Linked DNA regions of Mus musculus: region 1 is linked to region 2. Evidence: chromatin contacts called from public HiChIP or PLAC-seq data. All regions are on one chromosome and are shown on one strand. Each heading gives the region's core, a stretch centred on a gene start, on an enhancer-like site or on the middle of the called end of the contact. The rest is flanking DNA. Distances are from core to core; before and after follow the strand shown. Region 1 overlaps Wdfy3 (WD repeat and FYVE domain containing 3). Region 2 overlaps Gpat3 (glycerol-3-phosphate acyltransferase 3).

What was found. HiChIP or PLAC-seq counts read pairs in DNA pulled down with a chosen protein or histone mark.
Region 1: an SMC1A HiChIP or PLAC-seq map of large pre-B cells shows a contact between it and region 2, with 7 times the contacts expected there. The contact joins two enhancer-like sites. A contact is called at or near these places in 1 of 15 datasets of contacts at CTCF or cohesin (large pre-B cells) and 1 of 115 datasets of contacts at active chromatin or transcription factors (large pre-B cells).

What each region holds. Positions count from the first base shown.
Region 1 is chr5:101,915,405-101,922,228 of GRCm38.p6, forward strand. Wdfy3 (WD repeat and FYVE domain containing 3) reads right to left here. Exons shown (of 67, transcript NM_172882.3): 22 at 3,992-4,173; 23 at 1,996-2,227; 24 at 1-95. Among named protein-coding and RNA genes, the nearest start is that of Gm42135, 29 kb to the right of the region's middle. Within about 2 kb of position 4,332, at least 16 of the 459 cell types and tissues checked have an H3K27ac peak or open chromatin away from gene starts, as enhancers often do.
Region 2 is chr5:100,872,225-100,878,800 of GRCm38.p6, forward strand. The region is part of intron 3 of Gpat3 (glycerol-3-phosphate acyltransferase 3); the gene reads left to right. Among named protein-coding and RNA genes, the nearest start is that of Gm46917, 28 kb to the left of the region's middle. Within about 2 kb of position 3,022, at least 27 of the 459 cell types and tissues checked have an H3K27ac peak or open chromatin away from gene starts, as enhancers often do.

The sequences.
Region 1 (6,824 bases), core at 3,082-5,581, 1.0 Mb after region 2:
GGACACGGACAGAGCGTAGAGTCCAAAGGACACCTTTTCCTCTGCGACCAGAGACACGGGGGACGGGGTGACACCTTCCGACTTTGCATCTTTACCTTCAAAAGAGGAGGGATTCTTTTCACGCTCCACCCTCAGAACAACGCGTTTATTCTGTCTCTTGCCTGGGTGGACTTAAATATTGTTTTAAAGTAGGAAAGCGAGCCAGATTTGAAGGCACTTTACTTCATCTGTAGCTCTTGTCTATTTCTTTGAATGCAGTATAGGGAAGGACTTGCCAGTCATACGCGCCTCACTGTTTGACTCTTAAAGTACCTTCCCATAGGGCCCATTGTAAAGGAAGCAAAAGAACGTTACCTGTTGTCTACCAAGTCATCAGACCTCGATTGTATATGGAAAGGAAAGAAAACACCCAGGTGTCTGCAAGCTTAGAGGCCCTGACCCCTCTTCTCACGAACTCACACGTACACCTCCCACGCTCCTCAGGACCACACTGCACCGCAGGAAGCATACATGCTGTAAATCTCACTTTTACTTAAAAATCTAAGCGGCAAACCTACTTTGTCTGTCTGTCTGTCTGTCTGTGCCTCAGTTTCCACATGGGTGAAATGGGAGTGATAATGGTAGGAGCTAACACTTGGTTTGGAGATGAATAAACATACGTGAGGAGGGTCTGGGAGCAAATGTGGCCTTTGGGTATACTAACTGGCTGAGCGCATGGCACGTTCACTCTTCCTAGACGCTCTGTGAATCAATACTGAGTGAACAGAGCTCAGTCATCGCCCGGTGATTAAGGTGTACGCTACCTTGTCGAAACATCTCTGAGACCATGCTTAGAAAAGAACAAGGAAAGGCAAATGTGACACATCTGCACAGCCCGAACAAACCGTAGCCGATGTCAGTCCCTTTATTCTGTATTTCTTTTGAAAAGGGGGATTTCAAAAAACGGACAATCAGGAATAGGAATAGCTTTAAACTTGAGAATACGTTTGTTTCCTCAGTAACTATTAAATATTTTAAGTCACTCCATGTAATAGAAGTTATAGAAAGAAAATAGGAAAGAGGTTGCTCTCTTACAGGGTAAATACCCTCCCGTTTGATACAAGAAGGAACCCTGGAAAATTAGCAAACAGATAACAGATCAGAAAGTGCACTGTGACGGTGGGAGAAACATTATACTTCATTCCATCCACCTCTTTAATTGCAGTGCTGGGAATTCACATCAAGGCCCAGACATTCGAGCTAAGCATGCTAACCCTGAGCTAACCCTGAGCTAACCCTGAGCTCTATCCTCACCCCGCAGAGGACATTTTCAACAGGAAGAATCAAAGAAATCATCCCAAAGCAAATGAATGGAAAGAACTCTTTCCCAGCCAAACACAGGCATGTCCAAGCGCAAGTGCACGTGCACCCCCCCACACACACACACGTGCATACACACACACATACATACACGTGCAAACATACACACACAGATTCACACACACACATGTGCATACACACACTCCCATACGCACACACATACATACACGTGCAAACATACACACACAGATTCACACACACACATGTGCATACACACACTCCCATACGCACACACATACATACACGTGCAAACATACACACACAGATTCACACACACACACATGTGCATACACACACTCCCATACACACACACATACATACACGTGCAAACATACACACACAGATTCACACACACACATGTGCATATACACACACACACACACACTCCCATACACACACACATACATACACGTGCAAACACACACACACAGATTCACACACACACATGTGCATACACACACACACACACACACACTCCCATACACACACACATACATACACATGCAAGCATACACACACAGATTCACACACACACATGTGCATACACACACACACACACACACACACACACACACCCCTATGTTGCAGGACTTACTCCCTGCACCGTGTCAAGAATGCATGATAACATGAACTCACATGGCACGCAGACAGCCTGAAAGCTTCCAACATAGTTTGGTCCCAGTTCATAAATAGTAGTCACGCTAGAAGGAGGTAAAACTTCTTCCAGAAAATGGGTGGGCCCCAGGCGCCAGACCAGCGAGGCGATCTGGCGCTGCGCAGGTGGAGTGCCGACGTAAGCATAGACTGTGCTCAGTACTGGGGGGTTTGCAGAGCCTGAGCCCCCAGGAGTGCTGTGGACATAATGCAGCTGCAAAGAAGACACAGGTGTGAGACGCGGACACTTAGCCCAGGAATGGCTACCTTATTGTACGTGTTCTCCTTATCTCAAGACCCAGGACTTCAGAGATATCAGAACCAAGCTGAGAAACACAAGGCAAGACCGTAGGGTCTGTAACTGGGCACTCAGTGTGGCAGTGTGGCTAGATCTGCCATCAAGTTCTCACCAAGTAAACTATATCTAAAAACGGTAACAGTTGTATACAGGGACGACGTCACTTGCTCACTGCAGTCTCCTTGTATTCATGACGCTTCTCTGCAAAGGAGGTGTTCACAGTTCTACGATAACCACCTGAGATGTGAGCCTGCTAACTTAAAGTATCTCGAGTTACAAAAGTCAAGTGCATGGTTTATATGCATGTATATTACCTCAATACAAGAGAGGCATGGTTAACTGACATTCTTAGAGTTGAAAACACTTATATTTACTGATGAGACAACTCAATTATCAACCAACCCATGTTAAATAAATATATATTTAGGCAGGCTGTGAGATGAGAAACTGAGTTACTGCTTGTGAAGGTGGCCTCTGTCACAGGGGAGGCCATTTCCATTGAGTTGTTTCTTCATCAACATCAGTCAACTTCAGATCACATCTATTATTTTATGTATATTAAAGAATGGTCCCAGGGTTGTTTCAAGCATAGTGGTGAAGATCTTCATGTAATACTACCCCTGATTACTCACAGTATGTGTGTGTGTGTATATGTGTGTGTGTGCATGTGTGTATTCAACTATCTATCTATCTATCTATCTATCTATCTATCTATCTATCTATCTACCTACCTACCTACCTACCTATCTATCTATCTATCTATCTATCTATATCTACCTATCATCTATCAATTATCTATCAATCTACCTACCTGCATACCTATCTATCATCTATTTATCTATCTACCTACATGTCTATCTATCTGCATATCTACCTATCATCTATCAATTGTCTATCAATTGTCAATCAATTAATTAATCTATTAATCTACCAACCTACATACCTATCTGTCTATATATCATCTGTCTGTCTGTCTGTCTGTCTGTCTGTCTGTCTATCTATCTATCACACACACACATATATTACAAAGAAATCAATGGACACTGCAATGGGATATTTTAGCACTTACCTTAGCATATAACATCACAATAAAACATCAGTACTTTTAGGAAAGGAAAATCATTCACAGCTGATTTTACACAAAAGACCCATTTGAAAAAATAGCACTATCAGTCTAAGATGGATACTGTCTTACAGAGGTTAAGGAATTTTAACCACGCCAAGTTCTGTAGATATTAAGTACAGCTTATAGCCTGGTCTACAGTGCTGAGGACCAGAAAAAGTACTTTACAGCATCTTCCAGCCCCTGGAACGCCTGTGAAATCTTTAGCACTCTGAAAATATAAAATTTAGAATACGTCGAAATGTGCAGATTGTTTTATGACAGATGCTGGCACTAAGACAGCTTTAGAGTTTGGAGTATTTTGGACATTAGGTTTGGGGACATTCACCTGTGACAATATCTTTATTCAGAAGAGACTGTTTAGTACTTCCCCTCTCCCAGCTGCTCCTGAAACTAGAGTGTGGAGTTCTCCATGAATGCTCATCCCCCATTCTGTCAGCAGAAGGCTGCAGATATAGATACAGTGGCTGCTGCTGCTCAAGAGTGAGAACCTAGCCTGGACTCTCCGCACCCAGGTGAAGACCGAGCGCTGGTGTTTCGGGGTACAGCATGCTTACCTTGACGGTGCTGACCAGTTGCCCGTCGAGGTAGAGGGCCGCGGTGCTGTTCTTCAGCATGCCTCTGCTCATGAGCAGAGCCAGGTGGTGCCACTGTCCCTCCACTACCAGCTCTCCACACCGGAAGCGGGCACAGCACGGGAGGATCTCATAGAAAGAGGACTCTTCACTGAAATCATCAACTAAATAAGACAGAGGGGAAGGACGTGAGCGTGCTTGCCCACACTGTCCCTGTGCTGGATCACAGATTTCTAGATCAGCAGATTCAGATAGTCCGTGACACAGAGGCAGCATCCTGCGCATCCCACAACCAGTTGCTGGTCTGTGATCATCCTGCCAGAACCACAGGACAGCAGCTGCAGGGAGCCCTGCTGCGTGGCACTGGGTACAAACTATCTGCTGTTCCAAGTTCTTGCTTCCTGTGAGAACCTTGTCCAATAGACACCCTCCTCTGCCAGCACTGCCTAACTCTACCCTCTGATTGCTGCTTAGCACCAGCCAGACTGTGCTAAGAAACAGTAGCTTTATTCACATGTAAACAGTAAGATAATACCTTCTCCTCTTAGTTCTTTATTGTTTATTTTTGAAGTTGTAATTTAATTACAACATTACTCTTTTCCCTTTCTTCCTCTAAACTCTCCCCCACTCTCAAAGGATCCCAGATCCTTCCCATCTCCATATTCAATAAACTATTTTGGTCAACTACAACAAAAAAGAAACAATGGGGCTATATGAATTTCATTTTCACATTTGTCTAATTGAAAATTAATGTTCTGCCATTGGTTTGTTGTTCTTAGTGGTGCTGGGAGTCAAATCCAGAGACAGACACGAGGCTGCACATATTTTTATTCTTCCCCTGGGCTAGAACACAGTCCTACCCTTTCTCAGTGTTTGTAGCTGAGCAGACGACAGTGAGAGACAGAATGGAGAAGCCCACACAGGAAGTGAACTTACCTGGCCTCAGGAAGTCATAGTTACAGACAGAGGGGTGTGAAGGATGTCATAGAGAGCACAGGGCCAGCATGTGCTTAGCATGTACAGAGCCCTGGTCTCAATCATTCCACACACACAAAAAGACGTGCACATCAGCACTGCCAAGAGGGCTTCTGGGTAAAGGCGCTCACTGCTAAGCTGGATCTGAGGGGCCCACATGCAAATCACATCACCAACCACTGTATCAACTTGTGTACATTTACAGTGGCACAAATTACACCCCTCCCCCCCTAAAAACATTCAGAGCAGAGAACCGAGGTTTGTGTCTTCCACTTCCTTACTAATAAAACGGTAAATATCCTCTAGTACTAAAGAGGCCATTACTTAAAAATGTCAAGAGAGGTAGGACATAGCTCGGCTTCTAGGGTGCTTGCCTACCATGCATGAGGGCCTGGCCTCGGTCACTAATGAGTGACGTTGGGGTGGGAGGTGCATGCCGGTCATTACAGCACAGGGAGTGGAGACAGGATCAGGATTCCCAGGCCAGCCTTGGGCTCACAATGAAATTTACATCTCAGAAATAAACCAACAGGAGCGGTGTGGGAGTTTCATTTTCGGGGATGAACCTGGTTGTCATACAACAGTAAGCCGGTGCAAAGTGCTGCAGTTAGGGTTAGCCGCGCGGGCGTCTAGCTAGCGTATTAGCTGAGGGTTGTCAGCAGTCAGGATAGGAAGTAGAGGGAGAGGTGGGTTTATAAATAAATGTCAGCTAAAGACCTGCTCAGAATACTCAAGTATTTAAATGCAGACTCCACTCTGCGTGTGGAAATACAAGCACCAAGCTTAGAACACAGACAGATTTTTTTAAAATGCTTTCTTGGTTCCTGAGGTAAGGTCAAGTGGCCCTCAATAAACAAAGAGTGATGGTTTTTACTTCCAAGGGAGAGTAGATGGATACCAAGTCCAAAGGACATTGATTTCAGAGGGAAGATGTAAGAAGAGATCAGAGGGTATATGAAAGGGCTGCCAAACAGTGAGGTGACCAAGGGGGCACCCCAAAGTGCCTGCCTCAAAGGGTCTCAATGCAAAGGCAGTGTTCCCCAATGGAGTGCGGGGGGAGGGGAGGAAGAGAGCTTTTCAATTATCTGTTTGCTATCAAACTGGTGGAAGGCTTCGCCTTTCAAAATGTGATCTCCAGCCCTCACGATGAGAACTTTGAGATGAATTATACTGATGATAACTCAGCGCTGTGAAAGGCACCATGAAGAACACCGAGAAACTGTATAATTAAATTTAAAAGCAAGCGCTTATATTCCATTAGTATTTACCATCAACCACGTGCCAATCAATGAAATATCTTCACTAAAAAGATAAAAGTTAGATGATAAAAATTCTTTTTATGTAGTTTTTATATTCAGGACAAAGGCAACTGAGTGAGCCCGGGGTTCGTGTTTACAAACTTTTAGTTAGATCTTCATGGGTGCCTTGAGTTTGAGGTTCTATAGCACTCCAGAGTCGGTGACTGTATGTTGGAGGGAATTATTTACACAAATGCACGGAATGCCTTGAAGGAGAATGATGGGCGAAGTGACTGTGATGTTGCTGCTGTGTGCGGCACAGAGCTGCACACATGGCACCCAGGTGTGCAACGAATGCTCCTCACTCTGCATATACACAGTCAACCATCACTTCAGCAAAATGGAGCAAGCTCGAGAGCTGCTTCCCAAGCAGGATCCTGAACACTGGTAAGCAAGATGCGTCCTCAGTCAGGCTCCGCCTCTGTGGTTTGCCAAGTCACTCTTGACAATGCTTTAATCAGGGAAGTAAGTATGTGTGCGTGCGTGTGTGCATGTGTGCATGCGTGTGTGATAGTTATTATTTGTTTAATTATATACATACA
Region 2 (6,576 bases), core at 1,772-4,271:
TTCCTCGTTTCTGCTGACTCATGGGTCCTTGTCAGCTTGTGTGCTTGTGCTCACGTATCTAAATCAGTGTGCGCTTGTCTTCTTGCTTACGGTGACCCAGCCACAGGATCTCAGTGTCAGGGTGTGGTGCTGGCAAGCTTTCTTTTTTTGTTTTGTTTTGTTTTGTTTTGTTTTGTTTTGTTTTTCGAGACAGGGTTTCTCTGTATAGCCCTGGCTGTCCTGGAGCTCACTTTGTAGACCAGGCTGGCCTCGAACTCAGAAATCCGCCTGCCTCTGCCTCCCGAGTGCTGGGATTAAAGGCGTGTGCCACCATGCCCGGCTGCTGGCAAGCTTTCAATTTGTATATTACCCAGCTTTCCATGCAATGAACACACATCTATTAATTAACTCTTTTAAACAAGCTCAATGTAAGTTTTGAAAATTTTGAAGCCATATTTCGATTGATATGACTTTTAAAAAAAAGATTTATTTACTTTATGTGAGTACACTGTAGCTGTCTCAGACACACCAGAAGAGGGCATCTGATCCCATTCCAGACGGTTGTGAGCCACCATGTGGTTGCTGAGAACTGAACTCAGGACCTTCGGAAGAGCAGTCAGTGCTCTTAACTGCTGAGCCATCTCTCCAGCCCCTGACTTTTTTTTTTTTTTTTTTTAGACAGGGTCTTTCTCTATAGTGTGGGATGGCTGTGATTCTCTATGTAGACTATATTGGCCCTATTGTCTAGAGATCCACCTGCCTCTGCCTCCCAACTTGGTTTTGTGTGTGTGTGCTTGATTATGTAATTGGTTAAAATCATATCCCATAATGGAGTGGGCAGTTTTTAACCTTAAAGCAAACACAGACTTGGTGTTCTGCTGGTGTGGTTACTCTTACTGACCTGAGGGAAAGGTATCAGGTAATATCGACTGAGCACTGGCACGAGAGGAGGAGCCCAGGGGATGGTAGGTGCTCAGGAACTGACCTAATCTGGCTGGTGCAGGCTGTGGGCATGAGGTGGGGCAGGAGGCCTTTGGAGTTGGGGATTCCGGTTTGTGTTGTTTCCTGAATGGACTTGAATTGATGCTAGGCTCAGAGATGTGGCTTTCATGCCTGAAGTGTCATGATTAGACGGGGACATGGTGAGGCAACTAGAGGTATGGTGGGGCTGAAGCTGTTCCTGAAGGCATAGGGACTTGAATCTGAGCAGTGAGAAGCTTTGGGCAAGAAGGCAGCACTGTAGACACACCTTTGGGAGCACTGCAGTGAAATCTGAAGTGGGAGAATCCTCCTCCATCTTCCCCTCCTTGTCTCTTGTCTCTTCCCTCCTCCCCTCCTCCTTCCTTCTCTTCCTTCTCTCTTCCCCCCTTTCCTCTTCCCTCCCTCTTGCCTTCTTCCTCCCTCCTCCCTCCCTCCCTCCCTCCCTCCCTCCCTCCCTCCCTCCCTCCCTCCCTCCCTCCATCTCTTTCTCTTCTCTTTTCTTCCTTCCACCCTCTCCCTCATTTTCCACATCTCCCTCCCATTGGAAATGGAGCCTTTCGCCTCCTCCTTGCAGGCTAGACAAGTACTCAGTCACTGGGAAGACTGCACACAGGCTGGAGACTCGGTGCTCTAGGAACCAGTGAGGTGAGGCTCAGCCAGGAGAGGGTGGGAACAGGAGATACACAGGCTGTGCACTTTCTCCCCGACTCCTCCTTCTGCCCACGGATTCTCTTTTGTGTATGTTTTTCCCTCTCAAGAATAATGGATGTCTATCAACTTGTCCAGAAGTGAAGATACTGAGGCACTTTTTAAAAAATCTGGAGCAGGCTTTTACAGCTCACCCAAAGATTGAGCATTCACGGTTAAGATGTAAGATTTGGGTAATGTGGGAAGCTGTGCCCTCACTGCACCCTTCCCAGCCCGTGTCTAGTGTGTGCTCTCTGTCCTGTCCCATCCCATCCCATCCCATCCCATCCCATCCCATCCCATCCCATCCCATCCCATCCCATCCCATCCCATCTTATCCCATCTCATCCCAGAGCCTAGTTACGAACTTCTTTTTATTGCATGAAGCAGGCTTTTAAAAACATTTATTACATTATATTCCTTTGCACAAACACTGATAGTTTGTTTATTTGTGGTTCTGTTGACTGACATTTCGGTTATTTTCAGGTTTTAACCATTAGGAACAGAGCTGCTGAGCACATGGTTGTACAGAAATTCTGGCCAGCCTTTTGGCTGTAGGATAAGCAAATAACTGTCTAGCTTTATTAGAAAGAGCCGACAGTATTCTGATGTTTGCACACACTCACTAGAGCACTTACCAAGACTTTGGTACATGTGTTTCATATGTCTTTTTTTTCCCAGGTTTTCTTGTGGAAGTATTTGTGTTTTGATTTGAGACTGGGCCTCAATCTTTCTGCCTGAGCCTCCAGAGTGAGGAGATTTTAGGTGTCAGCCACCCATAGTACTTGGCGTGTTGAACTATTTTTAAAATTCAAATTAATTGTAAATAAAGCATACGAATGACATGGAAAGTTTAGAATTTACACATAAGTACTAGCATGCCCTGGGCTGGAGAGATGATGCAGCAGTCCAGGGAGTACTTAAGTGCTTGGTCAGAGGACAGAGTTCACTTCCCAGCACCCACATCAGACAGCTCACAACTGTGACCTCAGCTTTAGGGGTCTGGGCATCTTCTGGCCTCCACAGTCTGCAACCCTCTCACGGCCTCTCGTTTCCAGCACTGCATAAGCTGGCCAGGGCGGCTCAGGTCTGTGATCTCTGGGGTGAGGCCGGAGGGAGGAGGAGCGGGAAGAGGCCATCCTTAGCTACAGAACAGAGACTTAATTCAAGGTCCGCCTGGGCTCTGATATGCTCTCTCAAACAAAAGTCAGACAATCAGTGCACTTAATTCCATTTTGACGCTTCACTAAATTCATAACATTCGGACAGATTAATAAAAGAAAGTATTTGGGAAAGAGTAAAGTGATTAACAGAAGCTCCAAGAGTCACTGTGAGGCGTGCAGAGCCGGGTGCCCAACTAACCAAGCCCTGAGGGTGACACTTGACTGGTGGCCCAGGGGACTCGTTGGGTCTGGTGAGTCTGGAGCCTAGCCTTGTCATGTTACTGCTAAATCATTGTGGAAAAGGGGATGGGAAAAGGTGGACCGGGGGCCTGCTGATTCCTGTGTAGCTGGTGCAGTGAGTCACACACCAATGTCCACAGCAATTGACATCCAGGAGAAAGATAAGATCGCTGTGTCTCCACAGCTAAGTCACTGACTACCGGGTCGAGCCCTTCCCTCGGCGTTAAGTATTTCTGTTCTTTAATACCGGTGGGACTTCATCTCCTTCCCTCCCCAACTCTAACAAACAGCTGTGCATTGCAGTTGTTTTCTCTCAGTCTGTTTAAAATCAGGCCAAGTGCATCTGTGGGTCAGAAGGAAGTTAGGTTTCTGTAGGGAGGGATGCTTACTCAGACTACAAGAGGGAGGATCCCCTCAGAGCAGGAAAAGGGCTTTGGGATTTGTAGTTGATTTGGGGGTCAGTAAACTCCTCCTCTGTCCCACTTGCTCAATAATTGGGGGTGAAATAGAAGAACAGCATATATAGGAAAGAGTTGGAAATTACAAACACACAGTATATTGTATTTCTAAAAATAGTTACCTTTCATCTAGAGTAGTGGTTCTCACCCTTCCTAATGCTTTGACACTTTAACACAGTTCCTTGTGTTGTGGTGACAACCCATCCCCACCCTTCCCACCCAGGCCTGCCAACAACCACAACACTATTTTCGTTGCTACTTTGTCACCTTAATTTTGCTACTGTTAATTGTAGTGTAAGGGCTAGAGAGATGGCTCAAGCGGTTAAGAGCACTGACTGTTCTTCCAGAGGTCATGAGTTCAATTCCCAGCAACCACATGGTCGCTCACAACCAACTGTAATGGGATCTGATGCCCTTTTCTGATGTGTCTGAAGAGAGCCACAGTGTACTCATACATAAAATAAATAAATGTTTTTTTAAAGAATTGTAATGTAAATCTCTGTGCTTTCAATGGTCTTAGGTGAAGCCTGTTAAAGGGTCTTTCGATCACCAAGGGGTCACAACTCATAGGTTGAGAAACATTGATCTTGATTAAGAAATGGGACATTACCAGTTCTCAGAAGGTTCGAATGCTCTCCTCTTCCACTGGAGAGTATACATCTGACAAGTCCATATCAGATTTACCTTTAAATATTTCCACAAAAACAATGTTAGGATGGGAGATTGCCTACTTATAGGATCCTTTTTGAGACAGGGTCTGGGGTACTGCAGGCTTACCTCACTGTGCAGCTGAGCATGCTGTCAAACTCCTGCCCACCTCGCAGTTGCTGCAAAGACAGACACATGCTATTGTTCAAACATTTACTTTTAGTTACAATTTTAACTTGATGTGTATTCAGGCTCTGCCTGCATCCATGTTGGCTTACCACTTATACCTGGTACGCCAGGAGGCAAGAAGGCAGCATTGGTCCTCCCAAGACTGGAGCTAAAGTGTGAGCCACCAAGGGGGTGCTAGGCTATGCCCTGTGGAAGAGCAGCCATCTCCCTAGCCCATTTTCACTTTTCTCTGATGCTGAGTATCTAACCCACAGCTCTTCGAATGCTAGGCGAGCACTGTACTGACTGAGTTGGCTTCTTGATCAACCAAGGTTTCAGTGAGAGAGTGTTTGGAATAATGGACTTCGCAGTGTTGGTAGGTTAAGGGTCTGCTTATGTGTTAATTGCTACGTCCTCTTTGGGGCTGCAGTAGGCCCGATTTTCTTAATTGGTTGCTTAGAAAGTTCCCTTTATAACTAGGGGGGGGGGGAGAACACTAGTGTGATTTATAACTGGGTAGTTATTCCAAAGGTTCACTCAGCTAATTTAGAGTTAATTATGGTTAAGATGGTTTTAGCTTCTGCCTCCATTTCTACATGCCTTTCACAAGTGGCATTATTTATGTAGGGATGACTTGTTAAAGGCAGAAGGCCATGGGCAGCTTGTGCAATTAATCTCTTGCCTTAGACACAGAACTGGCTCCAATTTTCTTTTCATGCAAGCATGCTCTGTTAGCTCAGTCTAAGCAGTTGGTATAAGGGCAAAGTTCAAATATTCATGACTTTATTTTCTGATACTGAGGTGTAAAATTAAAGGAAAAATTTCCTAGAATCAATCTGTGATAATTTAAGGAGTGTGGGATCTGAAATATCAGGATTAATCTGTTAAAAATAAAGACTCCCTTTAAAAATTATTATTATTTTAATTTATGTGTATGAGAGTTTTACCTGTGTGTATACATCCATGTACTGTGTGTATGCCTAGTCCCCTTGGAGGCCAGAAGAGTGTCAGATCCCCTGGAAGGAGCTATAGATGCTTGTAAGATGGCTATGGGTGCTGGAAATAAAACCTGGATCTTCTAGCAGGGCAGCCAGTGTACTCAGCCACCAAGCCATCTCACCACTGACTCCTAGTTTTCGTTTTTCCTTTCTTTCTTTTTCTTTTTTTCCTTTCCTTTCCCTTTCCTTTCCTTTCCTTTCCTTTCCTTTCCTTTCCTTTCCTTTCCTTTCCTTTCCTTTCCTTTCCTTTCCCTTCCCTTCCCTTCCCTTCCCTTCCCTTCCCTTCCCTTCCCTTCCCTTCCCTTCCCTTCCCTTCCCTTCCCTTCCCTTTCTTTCTTTCTTTCTTTCTTTTTTTGTTTGAGACAGGGTTTCTCTGTGTGGCCTGGAACTCATCTGTAGACCAGGCTGGCCTCGAACCCAGAAATCCGCCTGCCTCTGCCTCCCAAGTGCTGGGATTAAAGGCGTGCAGCATCACTGCCCGGCGACTTCTGGTTTTCTTTTCTTTTTTTTTTTTTTTTAAGATTTATTTATTTACTATATGTAAGTACACTGTAGCTGTCTTCAGATACACCAGAAGAGGACATCAGATCTCATTACGGATGGTTGTGAGCCACCATGTGGTTGCTGGGATTTGAACTCAGGACCTTCAGAAGAACAGTCGGTGCTCTTAACCACTGAGCCATCTCGCCAGCCCGACTCCTGGTTTTCTTTTCTTTTCTTTTTGTTTTTTTAATTAGGTATTTTCCTCATTTACATTTCCAATGCTATCCCAAAAGTCCCTCATACCCTACCCCCCACTCCCCTATCCCCCCACTCCTACTTTTTGGCCCTGGTGTTCCCCTGTACTGGGGATATAAAGTTTGCAAGTCCAATGGGCCTCCTGGTTTTCTTTTTCTTTTCTTTTCTTTTTTTTTTTTTTTTTTTTTTTTTTTTTGGTTTTGTGAGACAGGGTTTCTCTGTATAGCCCTGGCTGTCCTGGAACTCACTCTGTAGACCAGGCTGGCCTGGAACTCAGAAATCTGCCTGCCTCTGCCTCCCGAGTGCTGGGATTAAAGGCGTGCGCCACCACGCCCAGCTTTCTTTTTTTTTTTTTAAAGATTTATTTATTATTATATCTAAGTACACTGTAGCTGTCTTCAGATGCACCAGAAGAGGGCGTCAGATCTCATTACAGATGGTTGTGAGCCACCATGTGGTTGCTGGGATTTGAACTCAGGACCTTCAGAAGAGCAGTTGGTGCTCTTAACCACTGAG